Regions from separate parts of the Zea mays genome. Here region 2 is linked to region 1. The links are chromatin contacts, called in public Hi-C maps. All regions are on one chromosome and are shown on one strand. Each heading gives the region's core, a stretch centred on a gene start, on an enhancer-like site or on the middle of the called end of the contact. The rest is flanking DNA. Distances are from core to core; before and after follow the strand shown. Region 1 has its middle 130 kb from the start of LOC542333. Region 2 has its middle 42 kb from the start of LOC100279585.

Region 1 (3,120 bases), core at 192-2,691:
CATTTTTCTCCAATTTCCATATAGCTCTAGGGCTTAACCACTAATCAAACTTAGACTACTATAGTAGCTCTACAATTTTGTTATAGTAACCCATGGTAAAATCCCCATAGATTAAGAGATACAGGGACCCAAAGTCAACATAATCTCACTGTTTTTAGAGTTAAGCCATATGGGTGCCTTTGAGACTTTTTGCAATTTACTCCAATTTGTTCCACAAAACTTGAAAATCTCCAAATGGAAAAGTTGCTTAATTTTTGTTACTCTACCACTTTGATATATGCACTTTGGTCCAAAAGTGTATAGAAATTGATCTCATCTCATACAACAATAATTAGGGTTTCTAGAGTCCTTATTAGGGTTTAAGTGTTCTAGGGTTTAAGTGGCACTCAAACTCTCTAAGTTTAGTCTCTTTTGAACATCTCCACTAACTTTTGAGATCATACTCAATTTGTTATCTCAGACACCCACATACTTCTAATCCTTGGGTAACTACCCTATCCTAGGGTGAAAGATCAAGTCAAGTCATCACACCACAAGGTTGTTTTGAGATTTTAGCCTAGTGGATGCACTCTAGGTGTAGCATACATAATGAAATGTCAATGCATATGATGACATGCCCAAGTTTTAGTTCTTGGAACACCAGGGGTGTTACAGTAGCAATACAAACAAACATGGTATAGGCAAAATTAACATGACACCAAACATAAGCACAAACTGTATAGTAATATTCTATGCGTCGTAACGAGATCGTCTGTTCGAGAATCACTAAAATCGGAGTTACGGTTAAAAAGGTACAATTTTCTAAGGAGTTATGTGTTTAAATAACAAAACTATGTTTTAGGTTGACTATAATTCATGTGATAAAGATATTACAAAGAAATAACTTTACCGAACCTTATTCTAAGTTATAAATTAGTTAGAAATTATATCTTCGTCATATTATAACCATATACCAGATTAAAAGATTGCTTCGTCCATTGTATTTATAGAAGCTAATTGAGTACTTTATTAATTTTGAAAACATGGTACATGACTAAACAATGTTACTAGTGTGGGAAATTTTGTTACGAAGCCAACAAATATTGAACGGCTTAAATTAGAGCTAAGACACAAAAGTTATGAATTTTATAAGTTCTTTATACATTTTATATTAACTTTTATACTAGAAATGATTATCATATGTATTTTTCCATAGTTCTCGGATTTCTTTAATCACTAAATAGGAAAAGGACGGCGGGTTAAATTACTAAAAAGTCTAGGGTCTGGTTTGTAAGAACTTGGACTACTTTGTAATGATCCTCGTATATGGGCGGACTGTGGAAAAATAATAAAAACCACAGGGTCTCTTTCGCATAATTGCGTCAATGAAGGGGTACACTCTATTCGAGGTCGTTAGATCAATTTCGGATGGCCTAGATTAAATCAAGGCAAGACCCGAACCGGTATGCGCTGAACACCATTGATGCCGAGATCAGCGGCCAAGATAAGATCTCATCCCCTGGTGAACCGGTATGCTATGACTGCCCTCCGATCTTGATTCGGTGTCCAGGATCTAATGCCCAAATAGGTAAACAAGACTTCTAATCCTGGCCATCTACCAAGGATCCCACGGTGTGGCAATCATCCATCGACCGACCGCCCCAAGCGGCAGCATAGACGCCCTGGCACCATGGCCGGAGCACGACCTATCCTCGCTCCCGAGTCCAAATCTTGAGCCTAGCTGGTGGTATAGGGAGAGAATGGTAAGTCTAACGATGTGGTGGATTCCTCACCTCAGGTCCGGGCGAAGATGATCCGGTCAACGCGACACAGCGGCTCCATGATGCATGGTGGCCCGACGGCGATGCCCAAGCACCGGTGTGGAATCCCTGGGCCTAGCTGCTCCCAAGGCGTCAATCCAGCCACGGTGTCGAAGCCCGGCCATGCCCCAATCTGCGGGGACACTACGAGGATCGCTACACCCCACTATGCTTGCTCTCTCGTGGCTCAGCTCAAGTCTAACGATGGTGACGACATGAACTCAGCGGCGACACCCTTCTCTCCCCCTCTCTCTTTCTTATGTTGGATTCGAAGGTCTGCGGATGGCAAAGAGGTCATTGGACATGGGTTTATACTCGCTGCCTAAGGAGTGGGAGGGGTCCGCATCGCCTAGGGTGGCCGAGATCCACGGCGGAAGCGACCATGCGCAGCCTTCGGTGGGTTGTTACAGGCTCAACAATCAACAGAAGAAGGGGATGATAAAGCTGTGATCAGGAGCCCACCTGGCGGTGAGATGGAACACCCAGGCACGAGCGCCATAGCGACTGACAACGCGTGCCCCGATTGTTAGTGAGTCCGAGCACGAGCTCGGCTGGTTGGGCCACGCAGACCACGAAAATGGGCCGCGAGGGGGATTTCGGCCCAAGTGAGAGGTGTGCATATTTTCTCTTTTTCCTTTTTCTGTTTTCTTTTCTCTTTAGAGTTTCATATTCCAAATTTTGAATTCAAATCAGAGTTTCAAATTCTGATCTAAATGCAGCAACCAAAATCTTGACATGCGTGCAATATATACTTATTATTTTTATATTTCATATTAACTATTGTATTTCAAATGATACGAATGTGTTGCACACACACAAAGAACTTTAAATTTTCAAGAGTTATATTGTTTGTCCAATTAAAATATTATTCAAAACTTAATGTTTTATGATTATTTATTTCGTTTGCTCTTTATGGAAAGATAATTCAATTTAAGTCTTATGAAGAATACTTCTGAACCTGTACTTAATTGAAACTATTAATTTATATGAGGATCCTTCATTTAAATATCTTGTTTTAAACCATAATTTTTTAAACCTTAGGATAAAGTTTTCTAAATTATCCAAAATATGATTAAAGTTGTTACAGGGACGAGGTGACCAAAATCACCAAACGCGAAACGATCGAGGGAGAACTTGATCGATCCGTCCTCAACAAAGGAGAAAAGCCACAAGCAATGTACAGCCGGCTCAAGACGATGGTGAACCAAGTCCGCAATCTTGGGAGCACCAATTGGGATGACCATGAAATGGTCAAGGTTATTTTAAGATCACTTGTCTTTCGTAATCCCACTCAAGTACAACTAATCCGTGTAGATCCTAG
Region 2 (3,007 bases), core at 58-2,557, 330 kb after region 1:
GGGATGACAACGGATCGAATATTGCAAATATCGGCCCGCAACCATATCCGTAGGCCGTAGCTGCAACAATGGTGTAACCATGGTTTATTAATTAAATCAAATAAATACTAGTCCAAATTATATGCATCATGATGATATGGTGCATCAGGGCTGTTTGGTGGCGTTGGGAGTGTCGGCCTTGGTGTCATCGGGTTCGTCATAGCATTCCTTGGTTGTGACCATGGTGTAACTACGTTATATATATGTGGTCTTTTTTTGTCGTTTGAGTTAGTTAATGCAAGAAATGGATTAATGAAGGTGCAAATAAACATGTAATATATGAAGCAATGGACGTACGTTACGATGATTACTCCATCTTTTCATCTTCCTAGAACTTCTATCATGAGTTTCTTTTTCTTGAGCCACACAAGTGAGAGACTAATACAACACCACAATTACTCCTCACTACTTAGTCGAGTTCCAGATTGGTCAATTGGTTAACCGTTTTTTTTTCTGTTTTTCGGTTTTTTAAGTTCGGTTTTTAAAATATGTTAACCGAAATTCTATTTGGAAAAAGAAAAATCGATACTTCGGTTAACAGTAAACTTCGGTTCGGTTTTTGGTTTTAACCGAACTGTGCAGAACACAATACAACAGCAAAATTGCAATTAACATAGAGCATCAACATCAGATTCATTGTATAGAACAAGTAATATTTTGCAACACCGAAACAATATTTTGCGACGGCTTGATTCAACAGGCTAGTGCTTAGCGATGGCTTCCGGCTGCTGCTTGGTGGCTGGCGAGTGGCGAAGGCTTGTTGCTGCTGCTGCGGTGCTGCCTGTGATGAGGCCACGACGGCAGGGCGATGAAGGCTGCACGTGCATAGAGTGCTTCATTCTAGTATTTAAAAATCGAGTCGTTCTATTCCGTGTTTGACAAAAAAAAAAAAAACAGAGTCGTTCTATTTTTTGTTTGGTTGAAGAGTAAAATAGAGAAAAACTGTTCCATTATTTGTTTAGTTCGAGAGCCATATGAGTGTAGAGGGGAGGAGAGGAAGCAGAGCGCTCGCATACGATCGTTTTTATGGAGCGGGAGCGTTCCAACTACTTATAGTAAATTTTCATATGGAGATACAGAAGCCGCTCCACTCTTGTTTTCTTGGAAACCAAATATCTAGAAAATTGGAATGGAGTCATTCTATTTTTCCTCACTCCTAAACCAAACACACCCTAATTGGCTTGGTCAATGAGGCATTGAGTGCTGGACTGCTGGTACTGGTAGCATACAACAGATTGGCTTAGTCCGTTAGTCGTTGGCCCAACGTGGCCAGCCCATGGGCAGAATGGTGCCATGCGGGGTTGCACACTTGGGCCAAAAAGAACCTGAGTTAGTGGAGTGGTGGGCCAATTTTTTTGGTTTAAACCGAACAAAAACCGAAAATCAGAATTTAGTTCGGTTCCTGGAAAATGGTAACCGAAAAATAATTCGGTTTGGCGAGTTTCAATTTATATGGTTTCGGCTCTGTTTTTCGGTTTTGATGTTCGATTTTCGTTTTTTATATTAGGCCTAATCGAGTTGTACCAAAGTTTTCTTATTCCAATCCTCGCATACACAGTGTTACAAGGGCATACCTTCGGAACTATTGTCTCCATCTACGACACTTGCTGAGTTGTGTGGGTGATCGAGTTTTTTAGTGTCGTCGTGATTGCTCATTGGTTAGATCAGAACATCGTCTTCTTTCTTTTTTTATGTCTGCACCAAGGACGACATTATAAACATATCCTTAGTGTGGTTCACAATTTTGAGTAACATATGTTGTCGACTCGTGCGAATGGATCTGTTAGCGCCGATCACTGGGGGTGTACCGCCTGGCGGTGCCCTCTGCGACGGCGCGGACGGTCCGCGACCTGGGGGCAGGAGCGACGCTTTTCCTGTACGATTCCGGACGGTCCACGCCTGAAGCCTGACGGTCTGCGATGGCGCTGGGTCGTCTTCCTCCTCGCAGCGCCCTGGATCTGTTATACCCGGTTTTAGAAGGCAAATCGAATACGAACCATGTACGTGCCAGAATCAGAAACTCACGTACATATTGATTACATAATTGGACATCATCACACATTTCTCAAAATAAATAACAGAAATAGTACTTTATTACATCAAGATGTCCAAGACCTCCACAGAGTCATTAACATAACATTATCATTAATATTTCAAAGTGCGGAATACGAAACATAGAGATATGGCCTTCATAGGCAGCTGGCTGAGGGTTTGTGAAGCGTCCCCAATCCTCTGGGACTCAAATGTAATACAATTACTAGTCCTAGGAGGCTAGTAAACACATTTATACAACAGATGATTCCAGATCTGCTTAAACGAGACAAACCTATAAAGGTGGCGATCAACTTTAAGAGTTGGTCCACAACTCGGGACATATCATCAGAGTGGGGCTGAAGCAGCCCGATATACGCAACGAAGCAAATCAGCGGTCCAACAGCCACAGGCAAGGTTGGGAACAGTCGTAACTCTTACTCGATCTCCTTTTTCTGAAAAACAACAAATAAGCAAGGGTGAGTACAAACGTACTCAGCAGCCCACCTTCACCCGCGGAATGGGGAAATCAGATATAATGCATTGAATATGTGGAGCTCAGGATATTTTGTAGAAACATCAATATTTTATGGAGGGTTGTTTCGTAAACATTTTGTATTTTTCAAAGCGCATCCTCTCCCAAAGGAGCAGAAAGTTTTTCAATATTAGAACAAAATCCCCTAGACTAAACCATCCAGGTATCTCAGCAGTTTCCCACTGGTTTTCATTTTCAAAAACAGCTACTGGACTTCCCGTCTACCATAGCTCACGGCTCAATCGCCGGACCTTTTAAAAATCACTTTTCTCAAAAGCACCTCTTTTTTTTGAAAACAAGACACTAATTGACATACCACACCAGACTCGTCCATTTCTGTGGACATAGACTATTCGAATAGGTTTGAACTCTGCGCAGAGGTGTACACTTTACCCACTAGTC

What was found. Hi-C and Micro-C count contacts between places; a contact is called where the count stands out from the background.
Region 2: a Hi-C map of leaf shows a contact between it and region 1, with 5 times the contacts expected there. The contact joins two enhancer-like sites. A contact is called at or near these places in 3 of 25 Hi-C or Micro-C datasets (ear, leaf and tassel).

What each region holds. Positions count from the first base shown.
Region 1 is chr4:137,969,875-137,972,994 of Zm-B73-REFERENCE-NAM-5.0, forward strand. No RefSeq gene overlaps it. Among protein-coding and RNA genes, the nearest start is that of LOC542333, 130 kb to the right of the region's middle. Within about 2 kb of position 1,442, at least 18 of the 20 cell types and tissues checked have an H3K27ac peak or open chromatin away from gene starts, as enhancers often do. A contact at or near this core is called in ear, leaf and tassel, where this site is marked.
Region 2 is chr4:138,299,479-138,302,485 of Zm-B73-REFERENCE-NAM-5.0, forward strand. No RefSeq gene overlaps it. Among protein-coding and RNA genes, the nearest start is that of LOC100279585, 42 kb to the left of the region's middle. Within about 2 kb of position 1,308, at least 13 of the 20 cell types and tissues checked have an H3K27ac peak or open chromatin away from gene starts, as enhancers often do. A contact at or near this core is called in ear, leaf and tassel, where this site is marked.